Linked DNA regions of Cricetulus griseus: region 1 is linked to region 2. A link is a contact called in public Hi-C data. All regions are on one chromosome and are shown on one strand. The core of a region is the stretch at or near the end of the contact, and the rest is flanking DNA. Distances in the headings are between cores, read along the strand shown.

The links. A called contact is a pair of places that touch in the nucleus more often than the background predicts.
Region 1: a Hi-C map of liver shows a contact between it and region 2, with 3 times the contacts expected there. The contact joins the enhancer-like site here to the promoter of Qki in region 2. A contact is called at or near these places in 2 of 8 Hi-C or Micro-C datasets (the CHO-K1 cell line and liver).

What each region holds. Positions count from the first base shown.
Region 1 is chr2:290,877,553-290,881,576 of CriGri-PICRH-1.0, reverse strand. No RefSeq gene overlaps it. Among named protein-coding and RNA genes, the nearest start is that of Qki, 390 kb to the right of the region's middle. Within about 2 kb of position 1,491, at least 1 of the 6 cell types and tissues checked has open chromatin away from gene starts, as enhancers often do.
Region 2 is chr2:290,488,840-290,492,855 of CriGri-PICRH-1.0, reverse strand. Qki (protein quaking) reads right to left here and starts at 2,162. Exons shown (of 8, transcript XR_003482378.2): 1 at 1,977-2,162.

The sequences.
Region 1 (4,024 bases), core at 242-2,741, 390 kb before region 2:
CTGGGCCGAATTAAGTCACCATACAAAGGTATCCAGGCAACTGGCAGCCAGCAGACTGCCCAGGAGAGTCACGCCCATTGCTCTGTTCTCCCTCTTGCCTCATTTCTTATTCGCTCCCACAAGCCACCCAGAATGTCAGTTCCCTAACTCTTTTTATGCCTAACACACACCATACTCAGCTTTAAATTACGTCCTCAAGTACACAAAACTTAGGGACACACTGGATATTGTTACTTAGAAGTAACAATAAATGACAAATGGTTAGCGTGGATTCAAACTCTTTAAAGTTTAGATCTTTAAAATGCTGACGCCCACGTGCATACACATGAGCACGTGGGAGATGGAAGGTTCCAGAAGTCTTTCCTGTCCCTTTGATGAATCAGGGAGCTCAGTGTTCAAAGGGAGGGGTGCAGGGGGAGTACGAGGGGGGTCAAGCAAGCTTCGAAGTTCGATTTCTCTGTTTGACAATGTACCTTTGATTTGGCACTTAAAAAAATAATTTATTTTGACTTTTAAATTCTAAAACAGAAGTATTTGTGAATCTGTTACTCAGAAGCTGCCATGAAAAACATTTCAGTGCATTAATCCTCATTGTCACGACAAAGTGTTGGGACTTTATTTTATGAAAGAAAATTAATATTTCTGAATCTGTGCATAAATCACAGCTCAAATATTGAGGGCTATAGATTTCTCAAATTTCAACAATGCCTTTCTCTTAAAGCTTAATAAATGGTTAACCCCAGCCAAGCCCTGTGATGTTCATGGGCAATCTTCCAAATCTAAAGACATTTTGCAATTTTATATGTATTTACTTAGGAGATCTACAATTCATTTTCCTATACAGAATTTAAAAATGTCAATTTTTGTCATTTAAATTCAAAGTTGCCTTTTCTTTTAAAAAAAAAAAGTTTAACCCACTTATGTGTCACTAAGTTGGAATCTTAGCTTTAAAAGGCATCTTGGGACATACGCCATGAAAGGTGTTATTAGAGATTGACAGCCATTTGCAGCATTGGTAAGTCAGAAAGATGGTTTGTTCCTAAAAGCCAATAAAGTATCTTCCAATCTGTCTTTTCCTCAGCCATTTATTCGTGACTGTCAAGCCACATGGAGGCAGAGTTGTTGGGCGTGGCCAGACTCTGTGGACCTTTTCAGTTCTATCTTCTTCCACAGAATCAGCTGGGATCATTTAGAGCATCAGACCTCAAAATCAGAATGACAACTCTGCTCATATTGTCACTTCCTCTGTGACCAGTTAATAATCTGCTCCCCTCCCTCCACCTCCCTCCCCTTCCCCTTTCGTTCCCCTCTGCACCAACTTCCCCACACTTTGTTGTCACAGCCTAATGTCTTCACTGTGAGTGTTGCTCGTCCCAACTCTGACTGAACAGCAATGGCTACAATAAGGTAACTGTCGCTTCCCTATACAGGGCACAGACATAGAGTACAAACCAGAACCACCATGACGCCAACTAGTCAGAGATGGGAGAGAGGGAAGAGAAACACTTCCCATACGGTCAGCATGTGGCAAGGGCCCAGTGCCTCAGGAAGCAGTCTTGCGTATGATATTATTTTTGATCCTGCTTGAGACTTGCAAAAATTCAGTTTAGAAATCCACCCCCCCCCATTATACATGTGAGCCAGGGGCTCTGTTAGCACAAAGGCTGCTTGTCTTTTCCAGGTAAATATAAAACATACTGTTGGTCATGAGTATGATACAGACAGCCCCAGAAGCAGCCTAGAGCTCCTGACAGTGGATCCTACCTCTTGGAGGAGCCTGAGAACATGGGAATCCAGTGCAACAGCCAGTGTTGACAGCTATTCCAGACCCTTAGAGGGTTCCAGATAACTTAGAATGCAAGCCCGTTGGCACACCTGAAAGAATGGTCTAGATTTGGTTAGCCTATGGCCATGTCTATGAGGGATGATTCTGGTTAGGCTAAATGAGGTGGGGAGACCCACCCTAAAATGGGCAGCATTGTTCTTGGGGCTTGGATCCCGAACTGTGTAAAAAAGCAGCAGCCACCGAGTGCTGGCACTCAGCTTTCTCTACTTCCTGAATGTGCTACAGTGTGACCAGCTGTATCAGGCTGCTGCTGAACTCAGCCCTTGAACTATGATCCCAAATAAACTCTTCCCTGAAGTTGCTTCTGCCAGGGACACAGAACACACAGCAACAAGAAAAGAAAGTCACATAGCTGCTGTGTCTATGAAGGCACCTTCTTCAGGTTCACGTTAGTCAGATTTGCCGGGAAACCTTCTAAGACAACTCAGGAGAATGGTTCCCTGTGGTTCCTAGTTTTGGAAGCTTCCGTTCATGCCCTGTTGTTTCTGGACCTGCCCATGGTAAGACAGAAGAGCAACAAGGTAGAAGGAACTGACATAGGAAAGCTACTCACCTCATAGTGGCCTGGAAGCCAAAGGAAAGGTGTCAAGGGATGAGGGATAAGCTACATCCTTGAAAAATGTGTCCCATTTCCCACAACCAGGCCGTCCCTCCAATAGACATCCAGCTGTAAACTCCCCAGCAGATTAACACACTAAAGACATTAGCACCTTCATGAGCCAACTGTCTCTCAGCAGTGCCACCAGCTTGGGACTAAGCCTTGAATACATGAGTTTTTGAGAGAGACACCTCATATGAAACATTGACAAGGACCCAGCTTCAGCATCACCCCCTCTCATTATGGTCATGGGTACTACCTTCCATCACGGCACACATCTCTGTTAGCCTCTGAGCACTGCTTTGCACAATTAAAGGTGGTGTAGCCATGTCCTAGTTTTGTTGTCTGTTGATGTAAAGAAATAAAAGTAAGTAAATAAATCCATTGTCTAAAGCAACTTGGGGGAGGATTGGGGAGAAAAGGGTCTATTTCATCTCACAAGTTACAGTCCACCATCAGGAGAAGCCAAGGCAAGAAGAGGCTCAAGCAGGAACCTTAAGGCAGGAACTACAGCAGAAACCACAGAGGAGAGCTGCTTCCTAAGCTCTTCAAGCCAGTGAGAAAAGACAGTGCCAAATTTCTATTATCCATGTGCCCCTCATGGCAGTGGCTACATTAGTACATCTCCAGAGAAAGTCCTCTTAGTCTCAGCACCATGTCTCATCTGCAGTGAGAATCTATGGCTATGGATTTTGTCAGGGAAGCAATCCATTTTCAACCTCAGTGCTAAGTACTCAGCCATAGCCCATAGCATGTCTGGGTTTTCAGCTGGATGATGAAGACAAATTTTCAGAGCAATTACAGGTCAGAAGGTAAGTTTCAAAGGCTAAAAACAATGTCAGCAGCTGTATCTTCAGATCTCTAAGTCTGGTTTTGCTAACAGTATAAGTGACTGTCCAAGGAAAAAACAGATATCCCACACAGAAACCCCGACCACTGCCGTCTCACTGTGATTGTTCCATGTACATATTTTTCCACAAAATGTTCCATTAGTGAAAATCAGGCATTATTTTTATTAGCTCCTGAAAAATCTGTTACTGCCTGAGCATGCACAGTGTACACACACACACACACACACACACACACACACACACACACAGAGAGAGAGACGAGAGAGAGAGAGAGGAGGAGAGAGAGAGAGAGAGAGGGAGGGAGGGAGGGAGGGAGAGGGGTTAAACACCTGGCAGATAACGATCCTGCATGGGTATCTGTCAGCCTTGGCAGATTAGATGGGGAAGGTTGATCCATGCATGATGTGTTCAACTCAAGATCTGGCCTCTCAGACTTACATGTTTAGTCCATTTTTGTCAGTTTTGTGTGCTTAATCAACCTCTTGATTATCTTTTGTTTGTCAATCTATTTGTTTGTTTTTTATCTGCAGAGTAGGCTGTAGTTCTACAAACCCTAGATGACATCTGAATATCTTGGGGGACATTCAGGGACATGCCTTTAACTCTAGGCCCCACTCAGACCTATTGAATCAGAATGCCTAGAAAAAGAGGCCAGTAACAGGGCCAGACATAAACCAACGATGCAGGTAACTGATCTAATAGGTCTCTGAGCTAAGGTTCCATCTGGGT
Region 2 (4,016 bases), core at 913-3,412:
ATACTGTAATCCTAAACTAGCTTTCTTTTACATTTGGAACACAAAGGGTTACTATTTCTAACTAGAGAGTAATAAACAAGCCTGTGCAGAAATAATGACATAATTGAAATTCCTCCAGCTGACTTATGCCAACCTCAAACTAAGGTGGTTATATCTGATCAGTCTGAAAGACTACATGAGCAGCCTTTTACAACTAATCGAGGAAACTCCTATAGTATTTCCAAACTTTTTATGATCTCAATATGTCACTTGAGTATACGGAGAACTTTAAGAATGCATATTAATCCATTTTAAATGCTGTCTAGGCGTGTAAGAGATTCCCCATACACTGTACTTTTAAAAAACTATAATTTTCATCATAAATTTCACAGTAATACCATGAAAACAACACACCAAGTGAAAAAATAACAGTAAATTAGGTGTTGTCTCTGAAATCACATTTGTGGATAAATAATGACAGGTGAAGTCACCTAAAATTTAAATTTCTACTGAACTTAATATAGGTCAGATTTTTAAGCATGCTAGACATTTTGTTCCAAACATTCCAAGGTTAAAAAAAAATAGCTGGCGCCCCTTAGCGCTCACATTTGGAAATACTCAATTGAAGAGTTCCAGCACACACACACCCTCCTTTTTTTTTTTTTTTTTTTTTTTTTTTTTTGACATTCCAGAAAGTTTTCTGCCTCCACAATCTTTCAAATGCCAACACAAATAGGCAAAACCCCTTAAAGGGGCAGCACAACTTTCCTCCGAGGCGTCTGAGACTAACAGACACGCGGACCCAAAAGTAGGAAATGTCCCTTTCGACTTGTTACTGTTGTATGCATGTTCAGGCGTCATAACTGAGCGCTTTCTGCCTCAAGTCCTGCCTATGGCTCCCCACCCAAAAGAAGCTCGCTCTTAGCTCGGAGGTATTCAAAGTCTTTTGTTCTTCCCTGATATGCCTGCTCCTTGAGCATAAATTTTGATTTCTCTAGCTGTATTTGAAAATATTTCGAGATTCTTCTCAAGATGCTAAAATCCACTGTTCATCCGCACATCAGCACAGTTTTCCGCTTCCTTCAGACAGCCCCCCGCCTGGAGACTTTTAAAAACAAAAGGGAAACTCCCCGCTACACGGTTTTCAAAGCGGACTTGTTGGTCCTCCTGCCCCACAGGCCGCCCCGGGAATCCGCGGAAACCCACGGCTCCTGGGAACTAACACTCCAGGTCGCTGCTGAGAGAAGTTCTTAGAGGACTGCCAGAGCTGACCAGCATGCATCTTCTAGCCACTCTTCGCTCCCTGCAGCGCTCCCAACTCGGCTTCTGCAAACTTGCGCTCTATTTTATTCCCGTCCTTTCAAACTTCCAGCTCCCCGCCCCAGGGACGCGGGCGGCTACGCCTGGAGCTAACCCTCCGCCCCAGTGAGTTCTTCCGAACTCGGATTCCGTTCAGGTCTGTCATCGCGGTATTTCATACTCCTCCCCCCGCCACCCAAAAAAAAAAAAAAAAAGTGAAGTTAAACTCCCAAACAGTTCTCGCTTCCCTAAACAAAGGACAAAAAAAGTGCTGTGCTCTGTGTCAGCTCGTGCTCGCCTTCGGCCACATAAGCACTACTTTTCGGTACCCTACGTAATCTGTGGACACCCGAAGAGTCCACTCCTGTACCGCGGGCCACACAACTCCACTGAGACGGGCACCCCCAGCCGGGGCCCCGCGGGCGAGGCGAGGCAGAGCTCGCGTGGCCCGGCCAGATCGGTCGGGATGGCGGGGTGTCTATCTGCCGCGCCGTCGGGAGCTGGCCGCAGCCCCGCCGCCCCGCCGCCCTGCCGCCCGCGAGCTCCGGGTCCGCCCTCGGGCCTGCCCCGGCCCTGGCCCCGACCCGCCGCGAGCCGCCCGCGCCGCCTTTGTGCGCCCGCCCGCCTGACCTTCCCGCCGCCCCGCCATCCCGGGCCGCCGCGCCCGCCCGCTCGCCCGCGGGGGTCGAGAGGCTCACCTTCGTCCAGCAGCCGCTCGAGGTGGTTGAAGATCCCGCAGAAGTTGGGCAGGCTGCTCATGAGCTTCTTGTCGTTCATCAGCTGCATCAAGTAATCTGGGGTGGGCTTCGGCTTCTCCTTCGTTTCCATTTCCCCGACCATATTCCAGGCTCCGCAGCTCACTCCGCCCGCGCCGCCGCCGCCGCGCGCCGCCGGAGGAGGAGAGAGGAGGAGGAGAGGAGGGAGGGGCGGGGCGAGCTCCGGCCGCCGGCCGCTCGGACGCGGCGTCCCGCTCCGCGCCGACTCCGCTCCGGCTCCCGCGCCGAGCCCCGGGGCGGCCGGCTCCGCGCGCCCGCCCGCCCCCCCGCAGGCACTTTCGCCCGGCCCGACGCGCCGCGGCCGCCGCTCCTCGGCCGCCCGGCGCGGCTCCCCTCGCGAGGCCGGCGGCGGAGGCGGGTCTCGGGGCCGAGCGCGGCGCGGGGCCGCTGCGCCGCGAGGAGTCGAGGGGCCGCTCGTCGGCCGGTCGCGCCGCCTGCGCCGAAGCTCGCGAGTCTGCGGTGCTGTCCGCCGCGGCGCCCCCGCGTTGCCGCCGCCGCCGCCGCCGCTCCGACTGCCGCTCCTCCTCTTCCTCCGCGGCTCTCCTCCTCCTCACTCACTTGGCGGCGGAGTTCGCCTCAGTTCAGGCGGCGCTGCCGGCGGCGGCGGGGGGAGGGGCGCGGGCAGGGCCGGGGGCGGGCGGCGGGCCGGGCGCGCAGGGCGGCCGTTACGGGGCTAGGCGCGCTCCCGCCCCCCGCCGCCGCCGGCGCCCCTGCCCCTGGCCGCTCGGGCGGGACGGACGGACGGCCGGCTGGTGGCCGAGGGCCGGGCCGCGGCTGAGGGGGACGCGCGCCGGCTGCGGCGGCCTGCGCGGGGCCGGGGTCGCGGCTGAGGGGACGCGGGCGGCGGCGCTGGCTCGTCGGCGCGCTGTTGCTGAGGCGGCGGGCGCGGTCGGGCGCGTCGGCTGAGAGGAATTCCGGCGGGACTATGCGCGGGCGCTGCGCTCGCCGCCGCCCTGGCCTCGCCTCTCGGCGCGTTACTATAGTTTGAGGGGATTTTTTTCTCTCTCTTTTTTTTTTTAAAACCTCTTCGTCCACCTTCCTCGCCACCCCTCAGGAAAAGAAAAAAAGGAGAATTTTTTTTTTTTTTAACGTCCTGTTGCTTCACTGGGGGCACTCTCGGGTGGGCATCACGTGGCCCGACACGTAGCCGTGAGGCCGAGGGCGCGTGCGCGCGTCGAGGGCTGTGGCCACGCCCCTTCCGAGGGTCGCCCCGCCCTATCGGCCGGAGAGCGCGCCTGCGTGGGGGGCGAGGGGGGGCAGCGGCGGTGGCCTCTGGACCGAGAAGCGGGCCGGAACCGTTCTGGCGCGGCGCCCACCCGGCGGGGCGGGCGGGGTGGGGGACCCGGCCGTCGGACCAGGCGCAGACGAGTCCGCATCCCGCTCGTGATGCCGGTGGGCGGCCGGCTGAGCTGGCGCGCGTGGGCGACCGCGCCGCAGCATCGCCCGCTGCGGGGCTCCCGTGAGGTGTCCCCGGGAGCCATACCCCACGCGTGACGGGCCTCGCGGCACCCGAACCGTAGGCGGAGACGGGACACGCGTGCGCACCCACGGGCAGGCGGGCGGCATGACGCGTGGTCCCGTTCTCCTCACGGCACGGCTGCGGTCGGAGAGGAGAGGAACCGAGCAGGGACCCAGCCTCCTCGGCTGCCGAGCCGCCCGCACGCAGAAGAAGGGAGCCTGTGTGTGAGGAGCTCACGTTCGGGTGGGATGGGGGGTGTGGAAAGAAAGAGTCAACATCTATTTCTGCGTACTGGGGGAGAAAGTAAAAAAAGCAAAAGCAGTGCGCCAGAAAAGGGCTTTCCGTGCACTGTGACGGAGTTCTGCCGTTTACATTTGTTTAGGAAACAATTTTCCGAACTGCAGCAGTGAAGTGCTGTGATTTATAGAAGCTGTCAGTCATTAAATCTGCATCATCCATGTTTTGTTGCAAGATCTTTATAACCGGGCTCCATGAAAATGCCG